Linked DNA regions of Mus musculus: regions 1 and 2 are each linked to region 3. The links are chromatin contacts, called in public HiChIP or PLAC-seq and promoter capture Hi-C maps. All regions are on one chromosome and are shown on one strand. Each heading gives the region's core, a stretch centred on a gene start, on an enhancer-like site or on the middle of the called end of the contact. The rest is flanking DNA. Distances are from core to core; before and after follow the strand shown. Region 1 holds the start of Ccl9 (chemokine (C-C motif) ligand 9). Region 2 holds the start of Slfn8 (schlafen 8). Region 3 holds the start of AA465934 (expressed sequence AA465934).

Evidence for each region. HiChIP or PLAC-seq counts read pairs in DNA pulled down with a chosen protein or histone mark. Capture Hi-C pulls out chosen DNA fragments and counts their contacts.
Region 1: a FOXA1 HiChIP or PLAC-seq map of pancreatic cancer cells shows a contact between it and region 3. The contact joins the promoter of Ccl9 here to the promoter of AA465934 in region 3. A contact is called at or near these places in 2 of 115 datasets of contacts at active chromatin or transcription factors (bone marrow-derived dendritic cells and pancreatic cancer cells) and 1 of 9 other capture datasets (adipose tissue).
Region 2: a promoter capture Hi-C map of liver shows a contact between it and region 3. The contact joins the promoter of Slfn8 here to the promoter of AA465934 in region 3. A contact is called at or near these places in 1 of 39 promoter capture datasets (the C10 cell line), 3 of 115 datasets of contacts at active chromatin or transcription factors (bone marrow-derived macrophages, memory CD8 T cells and microglia) and 2 of 9 other capture datasets (adipose tissue and liver).

What each region holds. Positions count from the first base shown.
Region 1 is chr11:83,577,173-83,580,108 of GRCm38.p6, reverse strand. Ccl9 (chemokine (C-C motif) ligand 9) reads left to right here and starts at 1,473. Exons shown (of 4, transcript NM_011338.2): 1 at 1,473-1,720. The coding sequence starts at 1,645.
Region 2 is chr11:83,019,122-83,022,346 of GRCm38.p6, reverse strand. Slfn8 (schlafen 8) reads left to right here and starts at 1,537. Exons shown (of 6, transcript NM_181545.4): 1 at 1,537-1,770; 2 at 2,319-2,434.
Region 3 is chr11:83,290,142-83,292,984 of GRCm38.p6, reverse strand. AA465934 (expressed sequence AA465934) reads right to left here and starts at 1,286. Exons shown (of 3, transcript NR_028363.2): 1 at 1,152-1,286; 2 at 888-1,011.

The DNA.
Region 1 (2,936 bases), core at 224-2,723, 290 kb before region 3:
ATAGGGTATAGAACCATTGGGGGAGGGGACCATAGCAAACTACTGGAGATCCAAAATACAATTAAGTCAAATTAAAAATTCTGCAGAAAGCCTTACCAGTAGAATCAGTCAAGAAAAGGACAGCATATCTGAGCTTGAAGACAAGGCACTGGGAGCAGAAAGTGTCAAGGAAAAAGATGAATTAATGAAAAGGCATGAGTTGGACTTTGGGCTATTTAATACATGAGGAGAAGATAAAGTCTAATAATCACAGATATAAAAGAGTGAAGTTCTTTCCAAATGCACAGAAAACATTTCCAGTGAAATCATAGCCAAAAAAAATTTCCTAAATTAGGCAAAGAAACATCTAATCAAATAGAGAAGTCATTTAGAACACCAAAGAGACAAGACCCAAAAAGAACTTCTTCTTGTCATATTATAATTAAAGTTATAGTACTAAGTATTCAAAACAAAGAAAATGTGTAAAAAGCATCAAGAGAGAACCACTAAGTCATGTGTCAGGAGATGTCCATCAGCGTAACAGAGAGCTTGGAGAGGCGTTCCTCAAGCTTTGGAAGACATGAACCTCCAGCCCAGGACAGTATTGCCAGCAAAGGGCTCCTTCATAACTCAAGGAGAAAGGGGATCCTCCCTTGATAGAAAGAGGCTAATGAAACTCACGAAGACTGAACCTGGGTCCTCTGAAAAAGCAACAAGTGCTCTAAACCAGTGAGCTGGCTCTTTAGCCCTCTCTTCCTATTCTATTTGACCACATCAGACTAAAACCACAAATGAACAGCAAACATTCACAAACTCACGGAGATTGGATAACTGAGTGTGTAGACCAGACTGGCCTCAAACACACACACACACCTGCCTCTGGCTCCCAAGTGCTGACACCAAGTGGTGAACACCACCCCAACCAGCCTTAGATGTTTCTTCTGACAGACGTTCTAAAGATTTTTTTTCCTCTGATGTTAAAGTATATTAAAAATATCTAAAGGGGCTGGAGAGTTGGCTCAGCGGTTAAGGACACTTGCTGGCTTCAGTTCTCAGCATCCACATGATGGCTCACAACCATCTGTAACTCTAGTACCAGGGAATTTAACACCCTCTTCTGACCTGCACAGCACTGCATGTATGTGGTAGACATACACACATGCAGGCAAAACATGGATATAAAATAAATCTTTAAAAATTAAAGAAAAATAATTAAAGAAGGAGTTGACAACAATTTTATATATCTCTGGCAAGACATATAAGTTTACTTTTATAATCTATATCTGTCGGTCAGCTGTCAATGAGCATAAGCCAGCGTCCTCCAAGCTAACCTCTCATCAGGGGTCTAGAAGGATCCCTCACTCCCACCCTGTGGCCAGAGCTAAAGGAGTGAATGAATTTTATAAAAGGAGAAATCCTTCTGGAAATATTTACTCTCTCTGAATCAATTTGAACTTTGGAAAGCCCCAAGTCACCTTTGCCCTCCACTTCCCACTGCACACTGTTCCCTCTCTTAGAACTAGCATGTTGGGTGTTATGTAGTCAAAGGAGGGCATTATGAGCTGTACCCCAGGGACTTCCTGATCCTCTTACATGTATAAATAGCAAGACCGGGCCAGGAACAGCAAGCAGTCTGAAGGCCAGCTGGGTCTGCCCACTAAGAAGATGAAGCCTTTTCATACTGCCCTCTCCTTCCTCATTCTTACAACTGCTCTTGGAATCTGGGCCCAGATCACACATGGTGAGTCCTGTGGTGGTAACTGAAAATTTGGGGGGAGTTCCAGAAGGGGCAGCATTTAATAATTTCCATCCCAGACAGAGCAATGGAATTTACTTAGTACAGACCTGCCTCTGGCTATAGCCCCTGGATCAGTGGTTCTCAACTACCGGTTGCCACCCTTTTTGGAAGTCAAACAACCTCTTCACAGGGCTTGCCTAAGACCATCAGAAAACATAGATATTTACATTATGATTCATAGCAGTAACAAAATTACGGTTATAAAGTAGTAATGAAATAACTTTATGGTTGGGGATCACCACGACATGAGGAACTGTATTAAAAGGCTGCAGCATTAGGAAGGGTCTGGTCTGGAAGCTGGTACACAAATGGCTTGCTTCCATTTGGAGAAGCAAATGTTTTCCTTTTTCATAGCTAGAATTATTTGATAACTTTTCCTAGCCAATCCTAGCTGACATTGTAGTTAGATCGAAATAACTATAATTAAAGCATACATTTGTAGAAATGAATATAAAACTCTGTGATGCTAGAGTTATTAGATGTCAGCTAGTATAGAACCATCATTTTTAAGGCATTGGGACCAGTCAGGCCAATGGCTCATCCAAGGTCACCATTTCATCTGAAGCTATGATATTTTAGTTTATGGAGGTGACCAGGGCTCAACACAGAGAGGTCCTGTGAAATAAAAGAATGTATTCCTCAACTTTTCTAAGGAGGAGAGATACATCATGTCTCACAGAGCCAAGGAGAATATTGGAGTTAGGCCAGGAGGCATAAGTAATGAAATAGAGAAACTTGTGTCAGATTCTTTATTGGAGATACTGGAAAAGAGGAAGGGCACAATGCAGGGTTCAGTTAAGATTTCCTAGACTGAAGAAGTCGAGCAGACTTTGTATATATGGATGGTCTTTAAGGATCTAGCTTTAGGAAGAGTTAGGGCAAGGGAAATACCAACATGGTGTTTGAGAATGATAAAGGTTGGGTGCTGGGCTCAGTGAGAGTTGGTTAAGAAGCAGTTAGCCCCTCCCTGTGGTCAGGATTTTAAGTATGCCAGAATACCATAATATGCAGAAAACAAAATACAGTTAGTAGAGTTAGCTATTGCTCAACTGTCCAGATGTTGATTCATTCTTCCTCTGGCATCCCTGAGGGGTGGGACAAATGGAAATGCATCATTCTTGTAGAAAAAGAAGAAGTTAGAAGACAAGCAAGCCTTGTA
Region 2 (3,225 bases), core at 288-2,787, 270 kb after region 3:
GGGAATCAGCTCTGCTTGCCCATAGTCTGCAGCCTAGAGCTGGGGCTCCTCTGTTTCCCTATTCATTTGGCCTGTTTGCACAGCCTGAGCACCCACACGTGGCACTTGTGGCACTGGCCTGAAGCTGCCCTAACACACTTGCTTTCTGACCTCCCCTCGCCCCTGGCCCCACCACGCCCTCAAGCCACTGCTGTCAGCCCTCTGATTTCTTTCCATTCTGGTCCACATCAACTCGAAGCCATGTGTACACTAGACAAAACTCTGTCATTTGTCTCTTTGGGTGTGTATCTCTTCATGTGTTTTTATCTACTGATACAACCTGTCAAAGTCACTTAACAAGATAAGGTTTTTGTTCTATCCTGCCTTAGTAAATAATGATTTGTAAACAATATGAGGTTAAAGATCACTGTCTTTTATAAATATATGTTTACCCTTATTTCTTAACTGCCATTAAGTTATAGTGTACCCTATTTGCTAGTACATTCTCAAACAAGTAATTAAGCAATCACAGGTCGTCTAACTCAGATATGCTCAATAGAGACTACTGTCAAACTTGTCAGAAATCTGCTAAATGTATTAATTTTTAAGCTCATGACAGACAGAGACTCCCAAAGCCTGAGAGTTATCTTTTATGTTCTCCAAGGAAAAAAGGACACAAGAGTCTACTAGTCTTGGCTGCTGCTACGGCTTGGTTTACACTGTGGACAAACAGGATACCCTGAGAGTCAAATGCCTCATATTGCCTAAGCCAAGGTGGGTCATTTCTCATTTCACACATATCTAACTCCACAGAAAAAAAGGTTTTTGTCTTTTGGCCTTGAAATCTAGACTGACTCTGCCCAAGATGCCATGGAGACCTCAAGTACCTGGGAGCTGTTTATGTAGTGAACCGTACATGAAACTCTGTCATTTTAATTAATACATGACTCCTAGATTATACTTTATTTTCAGATTTCTGACTCCATTGATAGCTAAGGTAACTGTAGCTTGACAGCTAGAAAACAGACGTAGCTCCTTACCCTAAGGGAATCCACCACTGTGTGTGCTCATTAGTACATTATTTAACTAGGTAAGACTGCCAGACTTCTTACAGACTTCACGATAAAGGATCATAAGTTCAGATGTAAGCTTTCACAGATATAACCTGCTCCTTTCTTACCTAAGCTCAGTTTCCAGTGAGTGAACGCTTCGTGTTTCCTCTTCTAGCTATGCCACCGTTCTAACACTGTTCGGTAGAGTTCTTATACATTTGCTTAACCCTAAAAAAATCCCACTATATGAAATATTATGTTTTCTTTGATTGTCCTTTCCACAGCAGGGAACCCCTTCAGGCTGAGAAGGCTATAAGTCCTTGCTACAGTGAGGAGGCCCACGAATAGCTAAGAATGGGGGCTTAGCTGGAAACACAGCAAGACAGTCAGATCCTTCAAAACCAGAAGTGAGCTCAATCTGGCAGCATGCCTGCAGCTGGCCAGAAAATTTGAGCAGTTTCGTTTTCCCCAAAAGCAAGTAACGCAACCACAAGAAGAACTGAGCCAGTTCGCTGTTACCACTGCTAGCCAAACTCACAGTAGAACCAGGGCTGCTTTTCTGGACTTCACAGGCAGGTGACTAGTCCACAAGTGGAACACTACCCGGCCACAGACCAGAAGGATCTTGTCAGGAGGCTGGCTTCTGGAAAGAAAGGGAGACTTACATTCCTGTCTGTTTCCAAATTCTGCTTTCCAAGGTGGCCAGGGAACAGGGATCAAGAGAACTCCACTGGAAGTGGTGAGTGAGGGTCCAGGTGTGACCTTCAAGGGAGCCAGGGAAAGATGGGAGGCCCGGCTCCAGAGGGAAGGGGCTGGAGAAGAGCTCCAGAGGGAAGGGGCTGGAGAAGAGCTTATCTCCTTTTGAAAAAATTTTATCCTGTCTTGTGTAATTTGTATGAAAAGATCCCATAAACAGATTGATTAGTCGGTATATAGATGCAGACAGATAGGTCCATGAGGGAACACTAGCATTTAGGACGAGCAAGGAGGAAAGAGGAAGTGGGGAGAAAGCAGAGACCAAAAGAAACTAAAAACACCAAGAACAATCCGAACGCCCAATATAGCTCAGGTTCACAATTATTGAAGTTTAGTTTCTGAGTTTCAAGCTTTCCAGTATTTAGAAGGCTTCCTATTGGTCTCTGCCCACGGGCGGGAGAGGGTGGGTGGAGAGTCAGGCAGTGAAAAGGAAAGGCTGGAATTCCGCGCCACCTCCGCGCGCTCTGCGCTCTGGGATCCGGAGCAACCAGGACCTGGTGAGACCCTCAGCTCCCCTCCACCTTCCCTGAGGTCCAGCACACCAGAACTGGGACCTGAGCAGCCCAGAAGCCAGGGTGGCACCACTGTGTCTCTCCTGTCTGAAGACCCGGATATTTTCTCAGACTTGGCGACGCGTTCCTTTAAAAGTAGGTGCTGAGGACTGGAGGGGCCTGGGAGTGAAAGGGGATGATTCCAGTGGGTGAGAGACTGACCAGCCCAGCACAGGAGAAGGGGGACCCAGATGGGTGAAGGGATGGGGGAGGGAGGCTGTCTCTGTCACTCTGGCTTGCTCTGGCTGGCAATCTCAACAGGCAGTCTCTGAGCTGGTAGAGCCTGTTACTCTTAGTAGGTGCAAGTTAGAGTACAAGCTTTAGGCCCAAGGTTCAGCTTTGAAATGACAATGTTGAAAGGGATTCTGCAGATGCCACTGAGCGACCCCTCTCTCTAAGATACTGTCTTTAACTGAGCAATGAGCCAAGAGGCAGAAATAGAATAGCTACTATCTCACCCAGGGTTTATAATCCAGAAGCTATGGAAAAGAGCCTAAGACCCTGGGATTTCAGTTTCTCAAATAGCACACCTTCTAAAGCCTGTTTCCTTTCTGTCCCAGTTCTGCCTAAGATGGCCAGTCCCAATTTGTTTTGCCCAGTGTACTGCCCCAGCCCTTCTAGTGTCTTGTGTGTTCCACTCTTACTTTCTACACACAGTCATCAGAGGCCTAATCTTTCACCGACTGTTTATATGATTGTATAAGGGAGACAAGATCACCTTTCTGCAGGTCTCAGGGAATGGTGCCATTACTATAGACCAGCTGTCCCACAAGCCCCTACAATCCTTCAACATTGGCAAACATCCTCTAGTCTGGCCTTATTCTGGGTCACATGACACTTTTAGGATTTTACTCCCTTAAAAAACCTCAATTATATACATCTGGAGA
Region 3 (2,843 bases), core at 37-2,536:
AACCTCCAAAACAACAAAAATCAAGCCAGGGGCAGTGGTGGTTACACCTGTAATCCTACTGCTTTGGGAGGCTGGGGCAGAAGAATCCTGAGTTTGAGGCCATGGTGGGCTAGCTATACAGACTCTGTCTTTAAAACAAAATAAAGGGGCTGGAGAGATGGCTCAGTGGTTAAGAGCACTGACTGCTCTTCCAGGGGTTCTGAGTTCAATTCCTAGCAACCACATGGTGGCTCACAACCATCTGTAATGGGCCTCCTCTAGCATGTCTGAAGACAGCGACAGTGTACCCATATACATGAAATAAATAAATCTTTTAAAAACAACAAAATAAAAACCCCAAAATAACCCATTTACCCCTTAACTAGTTAATAACATAATCCTAACGAATCTTACAGACTACCCAACCTAGACTATTAAAGTTCTCAAATCTACTATTAGAGCTTGTGTTCCCCTGCCCCAGAGAAACCCTTCCTGCTGTCAGCTCTGCCTCTCCATACTGCTGCCACTTTACACAGGAAACCTTATCTCGATTAATCCCAAAGGAAGGCTCTGCCCTTTGAATTACAGAAGCAAAGTTTGTGAAACCGATTCCGCTTAAAGATCCAGACAGACATGGTGGTACCTGATTCCAAGTTCCTGCCATGCCAGCAGGTACCTAGTTCTCTGCCTCACAGCACTCATCTCATGGCAACTGGTGTGCCAACTATGCGCCAGTTCACGAGTTTTCCCCCATCTCTCCCACCAGCCCCATCTCACTGAGTTCCTAAAGAACTGGGGAAGCGTGTTAACAGCCTGGAACAAAAGGGTTCAATTAAGTGACCTTGGTAAGCCTAATCCCATGGCTTTTAATTAGAAATGCATGAGCACAATTTATAACGCCATCTTACCTCCAAATGTCACACGGATAAGGACCATACCTCGGGCATCTTCAAGCACTCATTCCCCCATCCTCTAATTCATGGCGCTCTGCACAGATTCCTTTGCTGACCAGAGAGGACTTACACACAGGTTCTCAAAGCAAAAAAAAAAAAAAAAAAAAAAAAAAAAAAAAAAAGATAAAAGTCCAAACCCGCCAACTTCGGGAGCCTGAAGCCATCCTTGGTAGGGAAAGAGGACTGAGGACGGAGTCGGGGCTTCAATCGGCTCCCAACCTGGATTCTTCATTCCGCAGTCTTGGACAGGGACAATCTGGGCTGCAGAGGATGACCCGATGAGCGCTAGGACACTGCGTCCGGGGCACACTGGCTTCCCGCGTCCTCTCCCCTCCGCCTCTTCGGGCCTGCATCCCACAGCCCCGCGCGCGTCAGTAAGCCAATCCCACGGCAGCCAGAGCTTCACGTGACAACTATAAGGCGGTGCCTGCATGAAGAGCAGCCAATCGAAAGGTGAAGTGAAAGCAAGGGGTGGAGCTGACCTAAAGGTGGAGGCTGCTTCCCCGGGCTTTCTAGGCGTCTGGGTCTGTGTCTCGCGACTTAGGCCTGTGGTTTTTGCTCAGAAAGCGACGCTGGTTTTCTTCTTACACAATTCTCTACTCACGGGACTCCGGGCGACTGTTAGGCGTAGTGATTTTACCATTGCTTCGATGGAGAATGGGGAGAAGAGAGAGACTCCTATCTTGAACACTTTTTAAAAAAAAAACAGATTTTAAAAATGATCTATTTGTGATTATACATGTGTGTTTTGCCTGCATTCGTGTCTGTGCACTATGCCAACACAGAGCCCGCAGAGATCAGAAACAGGTATCAGATCTTCTGGAACTGGAGTTACAGATGGTTGTGAGCTGCCATGTGAGTGCTGGTAATCAAACCCTGGTATTGGGCATTCTAAATAATTAAAGATGCCCTGAGAAAAGTGCAGCTAAATATCAAATTGCCAAGGCCAGCACGGACGATCTCCTGGGAGAAGAGACATTTCATTTAGGTCCTGAAGAGCCTTAAGATCTCCTGATTCCCCCCTGGCGTGGTGATGCACGCCTTTAAACCCAGTACTTAGGAGGAGGCAGAAGCATATCTTAGTTTGAGACCACCTTGATCTAATAGGGAGCTCCAGGATAGTCAGAAGTATAGAGAGACAGAAAGATCAAGAAAATTATTAAACTCAAGATGAGTTAGCTGAAAAATCTAGTTTTCCAAATGTTGGCAAAGCTAAAAATCATTGTTGGGGTGCTTCTCAAAATTCCGTGAACTCTAGAAACAAGCAAAGACCTGTTAATCGTCCGTCGTCCAGTGTAAAAAAGTAATAGTAAAAACTCCAAATTGATTGTGACCCATAACTGACCCAATAGAATACTTCAAGCACTCCAGGAACAATTCTGAGTCACTGCAAAGTTTAAGGACTCCTGTGTTAGTGATAGGAGATTAGGAAGACAGGCTGAGACTTTGCTAAGAGCACAAACCAGTTGGATGCAAACTTGAAGAGTAGAGGGAGACTGAATATTTCAGAGGCCAAGTAATGAAGTGATCAGAGTAATATTTAAGGAAACAGTGTACACGCATGTTCAGAGTGAGACAGTGTAAACACTCCGAAACTGATTTCAAGAGCTAAGAAGAGTTAAGTGATAATGACAGTGGAAATGGAGAGGTGACAAACAAGGATTGTGATGATCAATAGGGGATTGGCAAAGGGTCTCAAAGAAATAAAAGGGAGCATAGGAAGTAACAAAGTGTTGCCTATACTAGACCATCTGTCTTAGTCAGGGTTTCTATTCCCGCACAAACATCATGACCAAGAAGCAGTTGGGGAGAAAAGAGTTTATTCAGCTTACACTTCCATACTGCTGTTCACCACCAAGGGAAGTCAGGACTGGAACTCAAGCAGGTCAGAAAGCAGGAGCTGATGCAGAA